Regions from separate parts of the Zea mays genome. Here region 2 is linked to region 1. Evidence: chromatin contacts called from public Hi-C data. All regions are on one chromosome and are shown on one strand. The core of a region is the stretch at or near the end of the contact, and the rest is flanking DNA. Distances in the headings are between cores, read along the strand shown. Region 1 holds the start of LOC103653847 (NAC domain-containing protein 7). Region 2 holds the start of LOC103653849 (SAUR11-auxin-responsive SAUR family member).

Region 1 (6,734 bases), core at 2,001-4,500:
ATCAACTCTACTTATCGTTTTTACCTTATACATTAGGAGTAGTCCTGATTTAGCCTTCCTCTATCTCAAATCTTCACCTCTCTTCGGCTCTATATAGACTAGAGACGTCTTGGTTGGCCTACCAACGTGAAGACAGACCCTAGGATCTCTCCTCCTCGACGGGGTCCCTACTAGAAGGCGATATCTATGTCTGCTGCGAAGATGACGACCCTTTACGCCATCGTGGACCGTCCGAGCCCCAGGCGCGAACTGTCTGGACGTACGCAAAGGAGTCGCTCCTGCGCCTAGGTCACGGATCGTCCCACCTAGGGTCGCGGACTATCCGCGCCCCACAGAGATCACTGTCACGTGGTTCATCTCCGTCGTTTGGCGCCTAGATCGGTGCCAAACACACTTTTTGGCGACTCCACCGGGGAACAAGTGTCTAGATCTACTAAAAATTAGACCCTCAAATGGTCGATTCTAAAGATCACACCGATATTTCCCTAGACAATATCCGTAAGCCGGCCATTGAAAGTCTGTCAGCCGATGAGCAACAACAATATGAAGACTACATGCGTCAGGCGAAGGAGAAATTCTTATCACAATTCTCAGTGGATCGTCACCAGAAGGTTGTCAAATATGGAGAGATCGAGGTTGCATCTCTTCAATTCATATACAGGACAAATATCATCACTGTCATCCTTGCTTGGCAGATCGCCGCCCCAAGACACCATCAGATCGTTCGGCTTTTCCTACCGGACAGTCCGGGGCTGCACCAGGACCACCATGTGGCGCCCCGATAGTAGTGAACTAAACCATACAGTTCAGATTTACCATCGAACGGTCTGGCATCGCGTCGAACTGTCCCGCCGCCTGGTTCGGACTGTCCGGATACATATACGCAGAACCTACTGTTGCACACTATGCACCGATTTATTACATACCACATCAGCAGTACGTTCGTCCCCCTACATATTTAAACCACATCGCACCATATGAACACAGGCCAGTAACGTTCTCGATCGGCCACGGAAGAAAGGTCAGCATAAGAATGCCCGGCCAAATGAGCCACACGGCCTAGAGTTTGGTGGCCTGCCATCGGGCACAATGGAGAAAATTAGGAAAGGGATGGCTAAAATATTTGGAGATAGGCTCAGAGTTAGTGTAGCCAGAGTAGGCAGCCATATCAAAAGCCATATGATCACTGGTTTGACACTGTCATGTACCCACAAGGGGCAAAGATACCGGAGTTTTCCAAGTTTTGTGGTGAAAGTGGTAGAAGCACACACGAACATGTAGGCCAGTTCCTAGCACATCTAAGTGAATTGGTCGATGGGAAAGCCTTTCGTGTTTGTTTATTTTCTTTATCTCTTATTGGTATCGATTTTGCATAGTACGTCGTCCTACCTCCTAATTCCATTAATTCCTAGAATTTAGAAAGGAAATTTCATGAGCATTTCTTTTTCGATAAATATGAATTATTAGGGTTGACTGATTTATATTTGACGAAGTAGTGAAAAGTGGCAACATTAAAGTAACTCATACTCTTGCTCCTCTAGATGAGTTAAAGAGACGTGCTTATTGCAAGTGGTATAATTCTTTTTCCCATGCCACTAATGATTGTAACATTTTTTGTCAACAGATATAATCTGCCATAAATGAGAGCCGATTATGTTTTTAGGAGATGCAAGTGGGCATGCAACTATTTCATGTCAATATAATAGAACTAGCAAGCATAAAAGTCTTGGTTCGGCCAGAAGTGGCCGATAAAGACAAAGGCAAAAACATCGTCATTGGTGATTCGCACATGTCGAATATATCACGAGGAGGGATTGTTCGGAATGCTCCGGACAAGAAGACTAACAAGTCTGGAGACGTCGAGAGGCAGGCTCAATCGAGTAGCCAAGCAAATCTCCCTGGCTCGAGCATCGTGGACGGTCCAGCACATGCGCGCGGACGGTCCGGTGCTCAAACAGACGGTCTGGCTAACTCAGCCGGACAATCCGCCCATGGCCAAAGTCGTCAGCCTCCACATAAAGCGAAAAAGGAGACACAGGGGAAAACACCCATATAACACACATGGTCGGCTGGTCAAAGCCGGTCCTATTTTTGATCAATTGCTCTCCAAATATGCTAGCAAGAAGGTCGTTCTACGCGATCGACCAACAAAGAAACCTCGGTCAACCGCTAAAAGAAAACGTCTGAATAAAACGGCTGAAAGGCGACACAATAAGCATCACCTATTCATCCAGTGATACCACGATACTTTCCACCCACCTACTCATCGTCGATATATTGTCCTATATATCCAATAGTGGAATGGTACGATAATAAACCCGTGGTACATATAGTCTCTTTGCCTATTCAGGCTGGGGCACCTCCGTTTATACATTTTAATCCTTTGATCAGATGGTCATGCCCGAGAAAGATGCAATCCAAAACGGCCTTTATGCATTAGAGCTCTATTGAATGGTCACCCTGTCGAATTGAAAAGCTGGTGACTTGCATCAGGCTTAGTGCATAGGCTTTTGGTTCGTCAATCTTCACTAAAAGGCTGTGGACCGTACGATCTAGTGCCACGTACTATCCGCGCCTCTGCAGAGAGTACCGTCACGTGGTTCATCTCCGATGTTTGGCGCCAACACTATTATATTATTCCAGCATGCATCTAATCTAAATACAACTATCAAAACTTGTTCTCAACCTTACCGTCTTAGGACTGAACATCTTCGATCTCTCTCGCTGCTAATTCGTTTTCAAGAATAGGAAATGCGGTATTCTAAATTGCGGCACACTGCTAATGGACAGGTTAAGATGTTTGACTTCCTTCACACAGGATTTTTCCATTTATTTGGAGAACGGCTTCCTTCAGTAGACAGTAGTAGAAGCCTGGACTCGATGGCCCAGGAGGCCACCCCTAGCTACTAGCGCGATGCTATGAACTACGGCGCACCGTACCGATCGACCTATATGGCTATATCGAGGGAGAGTGCTAGCTACGATCTACGAGGCGAGGCTACGACGACCGAGGATTGCCTGTGCCTGGTGCATGTGGCATTTTCGCAGAGCCAACGCCGAGCTGAGTCGTGAGAGCACTAGCACAGTAGCACTCCACTCTAGCAGTAGTGGTGTTTCCGCCTCCTCCAGGACTCTCCAGTCCAGCTAAAGCTAGCTTCCAGCAGTGGCACCGGCCCTCTCCAGCCAGCGCCACGAAGCCGTATATAAGTGGGCTGTGGGCGCAACTCGGCTTCCCCCGTTACATTTCACTCCACTCCATCTCCATCCCATCCCACACCGCGCTCCCGGCGTCTCTGCCTGTCCCTCTCAGTCATATCCCTCTCTCGCCAAAGGGTCGCCGGGACGCGGCTAGAGCGCCTGACAGAGACGTGCAGTGCAGGGGCTGCCCGGGCCACTGCCGCCTCAGGCGGGCGCGCGATCGAGGTGACGGCGAGCTGCTTGCTGGCTAGCGCAAACAGTCGCGCGCGCGGGCGGTCGCTGTTGGTGGCGGGTGGAGGTGGTGGCGGTTACAGTGGGGGAAAGGAACGCGGGCGGGCGGCAGGCCAATCGGGAAAGGGCACAGGCAGATCCAGGCATCCCAGGATTTCTGCCTCCACCCAGACTTTGCCCGCAATCCATCCGCGCTTTCCGCTCCGTCTCCGTGTCGTCCCTCTCGTTCCCCGGCCTGGGCGGTGAAAGCGATATCGATCCAGCGTGCTGCTGCCTTGCTAGCTGCTGCTGAGTCCCTGACCTGGACGACAGCTGCTGCTTCTGCTAGCTGCTGGTATATAAAGTGGAGGCAACCTACAGCTTGGTGGTGGTAAGCCCCCAAACCAAACTCATACATGTCTGTTCTTCTCCTCTCCCTCTCATCCTGGCGTTTGTACCGAGAGTACGACTGACTGGGTGAAGGGTGGTGCCTAGCTGATCGCCTGATCCATCTCGTCCGCCCGGGGCCCAAGCAGGGTTACAAGAGGTGCGTGGCAGGCTACTGTTCAGGAGCTGTGACTGTGAGTTTGTGTTCTTATAAGCGTCGTCGTTGGCTCTCGACTGGTGGACTCGATCTGGGCGAACTAGATAAATTTGGCGCACGCACACGCTTGGTGAGGCTTCGATCACCTCTCCCTGTGCATATATGCGTATATATAGTGCATTGTTATTAGCTTCTTTCATTTGCTTAATTAGTTCTTGGATCGATGCTGCTGTGTGTAGTGCAGTGTGCCACCAGACGACACTGCCGGTTCCCAGCTACCAATACTAGTAGCTCGGTAGCTAGGTTAATTATGCGCGTACATTCCTTAGCTAACTTCCAAAATCCAAATTCATGCACCCCCCAAATAAGGCCTAGAGTGTTTAATATATATCTCTGTTGTGTAAAATTAACAAGGTTAGATAACAGAGATCCAGCATGCATGTAGACAACAACGGAATAAGGCCTATAATAGAGTGTTCCCAAACTCATGTCTCTGAAATTTTGAACCATATTTCTTATGGAATTTCTACAAATAACTTCCAGTGTTTGAAGGAGCCGCCAGATTCTCTTCTCTTGCATTGGTTTTTTCCCCCTCATTACCGTACCTCCTTTTGTTTCATGGAGAGGATGTTTCAGTTTAATTAGGCTGATATATTAATATGTTATTTTATGTCGTCAGAACGGACCCGGCCCTCTATCTTCTGTAATTGTGTGTGTGCACCGCGCGTGCCTTTTTTTTTTCTCAATTTGAAAGATATATGCATGCAGGTGCATTTCGGTGTATTAATTTTCCTTTCTCCAGTTATATGTATTAATACGAACATTCCCAAATATTAGGTTTAATCTTTTCTAAAACTATTTTGCCATATAATCTATCATCATATCTATTGGGGCAAAGAAATATCGTTTTTGCGCTAGCTGATGCATGTTCTTGCTGTTTCGGTTACATTTCTTTCAGCACAAAGGTCCGCATGTGCACTGAGCTAGCTTCCTTGGCACAAAAGGAACCAAGGAGAGCCAATGGATTAATCTTGTAATCGTATACATGATGAAAGTGTCTACTTTTTATCTACTGCCATGATTGCTCGCTTTTTTCCCCCCTGAAAATATCATCCCAGTGGAAATGAAATGAAACTTCTACTCCTCACCTGGTTTGTGTGCTAAGTTTAGCTATCATGCAGCATTGGTTCTTCTCTATTAGAATTATTAAGGGTGTGTTTAGATTGGTTAGGGCTAGTTATTAGCTGATAGTACAAATTAATATGGATTAGATAGGGTTGATCAGCAAGTTTGCTAACAACTAGTCGAAGGCTTGGCTAAAAAAAATAGCTCACCTATTAATTACCTTCATGTTTGAATTTAATGTGGCTAAAAATTCTGGGTAATAATTATTAGCCCTATGCATCCAAATTAAACGGTCTAACTTAATCCTTTGCACCCTTTATCAATTGTTAATTAAGATTGATAAAGTATTTACTTGTATCACTAGCTAAAAAAAGGTATTATTAATACGAGTAGCAAACCTTAGCATTGATGTGTCATGCATACTAGTGTTGGCACCTACATTTATATACCCAGTATGTGGTACTAATATAATAGCTCATTTTTCTCTCATATGGCTTCTTATTAGCATGATTATCGGGTGTCCACACTCTAGTAGAGCGTGTGGTATGACAGGCCAGGTAACCTTTTACGTGTGCGTGGCTATGAAAAACTAGCTAGTTTAGTGCATCAGTGCATAGCACTGGCATGTTTAATTTGCTGATGAAACTTGTACTGAATCTATGTCATGTTACTCCGTGTAGTTACTAGGGATCCTCTGATCGAAAGGATGGACACTTTCTCTCATGTCCCCCCTGGATTCCGTTTCCACCCCACCGACGAGGAGCTGGTCGATTACTACCTGAGGAACAAGGTGGCGTCCAACAAGATCGACCTTGACGTCATAAAAGACGTCGATCTGTACAAAATTGAGCCCTGGGATCTCCAAGGTAAGAAGTACATTAATTCTGAAACAAGTATATATATACATACATAGCTGCTGCTAAATAGACACATGCATTTTGGAATGGGCATGCAGAGAAGTGCAAGATCGGGACGGAGGAGCAGAACGAGTGGTACTTCTTCAGCCACAAGGACAAGAAGTACCCGACGGGCACCCGCACAAACCGGGCGACCACCGCCGGATTCTGGAAGGCGACGGGTCGCGACAAGCCCATCTACACCAAGAGCTGCCTCGTCGGCATGAGGAAGACGCTCGTCTTCTACAGGGGCCGCGCGCCCAACGGCCACAAGTCCGACTGGATCATGCACGAGTACCGCCTAGAGACCACCGAGAACGTGACCGCCGCCCCTGTACGTAAGCCTGCCGCCCTGCCTGATCCGATACGTACGATCCCTAGCTAGTTAGCAAGCTGAACAACAAATCGTCCATCGAGTCATCGAGCATGCCATTCAGCTCAGCTGACGACAGCATTTCCTCCTGCTTGCACGTACGTACGTGGACGATGCACGAATTGGTCGTTCATCAGGAGGAAGGATGGGTGGTCTGCAGGGTGTTCATCAAGAAGCGAGTGGAGGCCGTGCGGCGGATGGCCGACGGCGCGCCGCCGTGGTTCGATGGCCACGTCCCCGGCGGCTTCATGGCGCCCGCGGGCCTTGGCTCGCCGAGGCAGCTGATGCATCACCACCCAAACCCGGCAGCAGCAGCGCCACTGCTGTACAGCGGCCAGCAGCTCTACCACTGCAAGCCCGAGCTGGAGTACCATCACCTTCTGCAGCC
Region 2 (6,734 bases), core at 1,501-4,000, 230 kb before region 1:
GGAAGACAGACTCGACCTCGGCTTCGGAGGAGCTTACACGTCACCCAACCTAGGGCGCAGACCAGCCACGTCAACAAGAGGCGCCATCATCACCCTACCCCGAGCTGACTCGGGCCATGGGAACAAGACCGACGTCCCATCTGGCTCGCTCCGCCAGATAGGCAATGATGGCGCCCCGCCTACTCTGTGACGACGGCGGCTCTCAGTCCCCTTACGGAAGCAAAAGGACGTCAGCAAGGACTCAACAGCTCCGACAGCTGTCCCTCCGCCAGGCTCCGGCGCTCCTCCGACGGCCACGACATCACACCAGCTGGGTGCCAAAATCTCTCCGGCTGCCACAACGGCATGTACTTAGGGCGCTAGCTCTCCTCCGCTAGACACGTAGCACTCTGCTACACCCCCCATTGTACACCTGGATCCTCTCCTTACGCCTATAAAAGGAAGGACCAGGGCCCTCTTAGAGAAGGTTGGCCGCGCGGGGACGAGGACGAGACACGCGCTCGCTTGAAGCCGCTCGCTCCCTCTCCCGCGTGGACGCTTGTAACCCCCTACTGCAAGCGCACCCGACCTGGGCACGGGACGAACACGAAGGCCGCGGGATTCCCACCTCTCTCACGCCTGTCTCCGGCCACCTCACTTCCCCCCTTCACGCTCGGCCTCGCGTCGATCCATCTGGGCTGGGGCACGCGGCGACATTCACTCGTCGGCTTAGGGACCCCCCGGTCTCGAAACGTCGACACTACTGCATGTCGGCATCGGACGAGTGGCTAGCTTATTAGAATTTAGACACCGAGCTCGGCGCCAAGATCTGTGGCGCCGAGCTCGGTGCCACGTTGGCATCACGGTGTCTGGGTTATGCCAGCGCAGCAGATACATCGGCGCCATAGGCTATGGCGCCGAGCTATGTTACTTCGGCGCCGTAGGCTATGGCGCCGAGCAAAGGGTCCAAAAATGACATCAAAATTTTTTTAGGTCCAAACGTGAATTTTTTTCTGAAAAAGTGCCAAAATGCAAAAAATTCGGGCGCGAGGGCAGCACGGGCACTGCATAAGGGCTAAACACCATTAAGCGCGCGCAATGCCAAATTTACAAAACGAGGGAGATTTCAATGCCACGCTTTCAATTGCCACGACGGCGGTGCCAAAAGTTTGAAGCCCGTTGTAGACGGTGTCATGTTTACAAAATTCTCGTCAATATCATATTCTAACGAAGTATCACACAAAAAAGTAGATTTAGCCAAGTCATGTAGACCTTTGCTGTTCCAAAACATTCCTCTCATCAAGAATTATGTTTTTGTTTCTGGTCAGGTACGTTTGGCTTTTCTTGTTTTTAAAATAAATTAAAATTATTGCTCCTTTGAGGATTGTGTACCAAAATATTTTCTTCCACTTGACTATACATGATTTCCTCTGTTAAGTCACCACACAAATGACTTAGAGTTTTCAAATCAATGTCATCGTCAGATTCATCTAATTGTGCCTTGTTGTCCTGATCAGTTTTAACAGGAGGTCTGGATCGTCGATGGGTTAGTTGCAAAGACAATCAGAACACACCTGACGTACGTAGAATCAGAACATGTTCTTGCTGACCCTAGAATAGCCTTGTTCATCTCTGATCTCTCAAAATACAACTATGCCTCCTCGCATCTCATGCACATGGTCAATCGACCGTCGACACAAGGAAACGGAGCAAGGGGGCAAAAAAAAAAAAAAAGAGAGTCAAACTAATGAGAAAGAAAAAGAAGAAGGATCGTTCCCCATGGGAATCGGGATCCTCCTGCCTGAGGCTGAGCCGCTGAGGGGAAGAGGGTCAGGGGCATGCACGTGTGGTATGTACAGCGGCCACCGTGTGGGCCACATGCTGCTACCACTACCACCAGCCAGCGGGCACCTTCTTCCCGGCGCCGCCGCCCGCGGCGGCCACGGCGGCGGCGCGCTCGAAGCGCGAGGCCGCGCACGGGATGGTGATCCCGCCGGGGTGCTGGAAGCCGAACTCCTCCTCGGCCTCGCGCAGCAGCTCCCCGAACAGCGGGTGGTTGAAGTACACCACGGGGACCACGTACCGCATCGACTCTGCCCCGGGCTCGGCGCCGCCCACGTACACGGCCACCTGCCCCTTGGGCGTGGTGGCCTCCGCGGCATCCTCGTCGTCCAGCAGCCGGCCCTTCTCTCCCGCACGCCGGCGCAGGAGGCTCATCCGCCGCGCCAGCGACCGCCCCCACGTGAGCATCCGAGGCGAGTCGGCAGAGTCATCCCGCTGCTGCTGCTGCTGCTTCTTCTGCTTCGTGGCGCACACCGCTGCTACACCCGCCTGGAGGGGCGGGGATCTGTCGCTGCCTCCTCCTTGTTGGCGCGGGTGCAGGCGGAGGTACCCGCGGCCGCGGCGGCGGCGCCGGCAGAGCGCCGCCCAGCACCAGACGCCGAGCAGCTTCCAGCCGAGCCGGAACCCTCCGTGCCGTCTCCTCGGCATGCCGCTGCGGCGCCGCTGCTGCTGCTGCTGGAGGTAGAACGAGAGCGCACTCGCGCAAAGGTCTCCGCTTTCTCGCTGTGCTTGGAATACACCGTTGGAGCAGGAGTAAAGGAGGCGTGGAAGCAGCGACGTCCTAGTGGCTGGTGGCAACTGGCAAGGGAGCGCGACAGCGCGGGTTATCTTATAGGTAGGGGAGGAGCTGTGCTGTGTGCTGTGCTGTGGTGTGCGCGGAGGAATGGCGTGTGGGCGCGACGCGGGCGGCAGGACAGGAGCGCCTGTGCGTGTGGGTGCGAGCTGACTCCGCCTTCGGCTCCCGTGGGGCAGAGCCAGCCAGGGGAGATTTTTTTTTTTATCGTTTTGGCCGTGGCCGTGATTCCAGCGCTTCTGGCCTTTGGGACCTGGAAGTGGAACATGGCGAGATTCGCCCGAGGTGACGATCCTCCGGGCTCTCCGTCGTCTCGTTTGCCGGATGGTGGTTTTGGACGGTGGGAATACACGGTGCACCGTACTATGCGGGACGGGACGGCTTGGCTAGCTTTGTTTTCTTTCGTTGTCGGGGGCCCGGGCATGTGGGTCAAGTCTCCCTCTCTTTCATTTTGGTCACGTAAGAGCAAATACAATAATGGACTCTAAGTCTACTTACATAATATTTTTGCTTATGTAAAAGAGAGATATCAAAAAGTAGAGGAAGTTGGCTCTCATGAGAGAATTAGGTGATGCAGGGACTTCAAGACAAAAGGACGAAAGAGAAGAAGACAAATGATTCATCTAAGAGCTAATTTTAGAGTCAACTTTATTATATAAGTGTGTTTATTGTTGATTATAGATGACATGGTAAAGCGGCCAACAATAGCTCTACTATTAAACTTGCTTTAGGTGGAACACAGATCACTGCTAACGTGGCCCAATGAACATTTGCCAAATCTCTCATGCGGTACTAAACAAACGTGAGGCGTCTCTTCTTTTTTTTCTTTCATCATAACACCAAACAGTACCAGGGCTACGGACGGGAAGTGTTTGCAAAGTGCGCAACCCGGTCGCCATGAAAAAAACACTTTACATACGGTATATACATGAGAAGTAGGTTGATTCTACAAAATTGATGGAATAAATTTATAATGCATCAACTCATAAAGCATAGAGTGACTCCACAAACCAAACACACCATTAATTACCGCCTAGCCTAGGTCTCAGCCTCTTGTTACGGAGCCGAGCCGTAATAAGCCATTACCAAATACTAATTACGGCCATGATGCTGCAAGTCAGAGGCATGCCACAGATATGTGTAAGTGCCATTCAAGGCTTATACGTACGTGGGAGTAGCAGCGAATCCCCAGTTATGGTGAAAACTTTGTTGAACAAGCTCGTACAGGGCTAGCGAGAGGATGATTCAATTAAAATCGTTTGAGCAATTAAACAAGTTATTGGATCGCGCCGCTGTTGACGAGGCTGATGACAGGGGCGAAGCCGGATCCAAAATTAGGGGGGCAAATTAGATTAAGGGGCTATTAGAAGCATTTTACACTATTTACATGAGAATTAGATTAAAAAACTAGCATCTCCTATAGAATTAGGGGAGCATTAGGGGGGACATTGCCCCCTGTGCCCCCCCCTGCCGTCACCCCTGGTTGATGACACAAAAGAACCCATAAGGCCTTGTTCGGCTGGGCTGGAAATGGCCTGTATGATGATCGAATCCACATGTGTTATCCATGGCTGGATTAAATACAAGCCCAAAAAAATACCTGTTCGTTTAGCCCACGCCTGTTTGCAAATCAGGCCCAATACCCACGAAAAAACTCAATACCGGCCTGGAATCAGTCCACGACTCCACAGCCGTGGAACCCTATCCCGGCCAAGGTGTAGAAGCGACGGCGGCGGCGCGTGATCTGGAGGAAGTGACGACGACGACGCAAGGGCTCTTCCGCCGTGGACCGCCCTCTTCGTCGGCGAACTTTTCTCCTGTGAGTTCGTCCTTCCCTTCGTTCTCTTCTCCTCTTCCGAATCTGTGTCCTAGGGTACTGCCGCTGCAAGGATCTACATCTCCCTTGTTCGCAAATCAAGTACTGCCGCCGCAAGGGACTCGCAGAGCTGCCAGTTCGCAAATTAAGCACTAGAGCGACAATCTTGCCGTGTTCCGTGCCCTCCTTCCGCTCGATCCGTTAGCCAAGCCATGCAAACTGTGGCACTGTGCAAATCTGGCTAGACGGATCTAGATCCAGCCGCGCCATGGTCGAGCGAGCCTGCTCCTCGCATGGTTGTTGGCTACATATATTTCCCCACAGAGCTTTTGTTGTTTGTAGTTAGCTCCATATATTTTCCCTTACAAGCTTGAGATGTTTTGAGTCCGGATGAACTGATCCTTGTTTCCAAGTTGTAGTCTGCCCGCTCCGGTGCCATGGTTGTTGCTGCCCAAAAGCTAGACGCACACATGAACTGATCCTTTCCTCCTGCTGCCCAAAAGCTAGACGCACACATGCTCCGCTGCACAAAAGCTGGACGCACACATGCTCCCCCTGACAGCGCCCCACCCTTCGCTTTACTCCCCTGTTCTCATGTTAGTTCATGTTAGTTGATGCCGCATTCTTTATTTAACTGAAACTAGTTCTCATGGATTATGATCATAAATCTTCTATGCATTGTGAAGTACTACCGTCTCCCAATCTTCTGTTCTGTACATTGTGTGTTTCATTGCAGTGCAGAAGCAAAAATAAAAAGACTGATTTGTATGCATTGTTTTGCTGGTAGAGACAACATTAGTTCCTTTGTTTATTGTAAGCAGTATTGTTGCTTCTGCAAGGCTCTAAATTTTTCTACAGTATATTCTCCCTATTTTTATCTAGCCACAAGTTGTCTGTTTATGCACGTCAAGTCATGCTATGTTGTTTATTTGTGACGTGCATTTCTCTTTTAATATGAAAATAGTACTTCAGTTCCACTTATTCAAAAATATTACTAATTTGAATATTCTACCTTTTCTTTGTAGATTGTACCTGCACCGCTTAGAGTTGGAGAAGACCAACCCCCACCGTCTTGGGACCCGATACCATCCCCGAGAGGTACTTTTTGGGACCCGATACCCCCATTTTTTGCAATGAGTATGGGGTTAATGGAGCGCATTAGGAAGAGGAGACATGAGGATGATGATGATTTGATGATGTTATTCCTTCCTGCATTACATTTGTTGCGTTCTAGTTCTCTTAAAGGGAGGAGAGTTAAGCAACGACGACACACATCCAAGCTATTTGGCGAGGAGCATGTTTTAGAGTTGCTTGAAGGGCATGTCAAGAACTGCCGAGTAGCATTCAGAATGGAACCTGGAATTTTTAGAGCCCTAGCCAGCTATCTTAGGAAGGAAAGGTTGGTACGTGACACAAGGATAAAAGTTGAGGAGAAGCTCGGCTTCTTTCTATACATGATAAGCCATAATGCTTCATTTGAGGATCTGCAAGAAGAGTTTGGGCATAGTAGTGACACATTCCACCATCATATAAAACATTTTTTGACATAGTTGTCCCTTTCCTTGCCAAACGATTTTTGAAGCCTCCTTCTCCAATTCAAGTACATCCGAAAATTGAAAGGAATCCTAGGTTCTATCCTTACTTCAAGGTGATGGCATTTCTATCCTTGCCCAATATCTATTCATTTTCTTCCAAATTTTAAAAATTCACATATAGTTTTCTTGTGCAGAACTGCATCGGTGCAACTGATGGCACTCATGTGCCCATTACAATTTCACCTGACAAAGCTGCTCCTTTTAGAAATAGGAAGGGAACTCTCAGCCAAAACGTGATGGTAGCTTGTGATTTCGACCTAAATATCACTTTCATGTCTACTGGGTGGGAGGGATCAGCTACGGATGCTAGAGTTCTTCGATCTGCAATGAACAATGGATTCCATGTACCTCTAGGAAAGTTCTATTTGGTTGATGGTGGGTATGCTAACACCATGTCATTCCTCGCACCTTATCGTGGAGTTAGATACCATCTAAAGGAATATGGGCAAGGTCACCGTAGACCTCAGAACTACAAGGAGTTATTTAACCATCGCCATGCCATACCGTGGAATCATGTTGAAAGGACTGTGAAGAAGCGCTTTCCCATCCTAAAAGCTGCCACATTTCACAAAATAAGGAATCAAGTGAAGATACCAGTAGCAGTTGTTGTACTTCACAATATTATCTGATCACTCAAAGGGGATGAGGAATGGTTAGATAATCAACCAGATAATATTTCGCCACAAAACTTTATTGATCTATCGGATGG

Evidence for each region. A called contact is a pair of places that touch in the nucleus more often than the background predicts.
Region 2: a contact with region 1 is called in a Hi-C map of bundle sheath, with 3 times the contacts expected there. The contact joins the promoter of LOC103653849 here to the promoter of LOC103653847 in region 1. A contact is called at or near these places in 3 of 25 Hi-C or Micro-C datasets (bundle sheath, ear and endosperm).

Annotation. Positions count from the first base shown.
Region 1 is chr4:154,052,312-154,059,045 of Zm-B73-REFERENCE-NAM-5.0, reverse strand. It overlaps LOC103653847 (NAC domain-containing protein 7), which reads left to right and starts at 3,250. Exons shown (of 5, transcript XM_008680655.2): 1 at 3,250-3,799; 2 at 3,945-4,082; 3 at 5,758-5,943; 4 at 6,033-6,307; 5 at 6,484-6,734. The coding sequence starts at 5,784.
Region 2 is chr4:154,279,382-154,286,115 of Zm-B73-REFERENCE-NAM-5.0, reverse strand. LOC103653849 (SAUR11-auxin-responsive SAUR family member) reads right to left here and starts at 2,750. Exons shown (of 1, transcript XM_008680658.4): 1 at 1,465-2,750. The coding sequence starts at 2,469. The coding sequence ends at 1,870.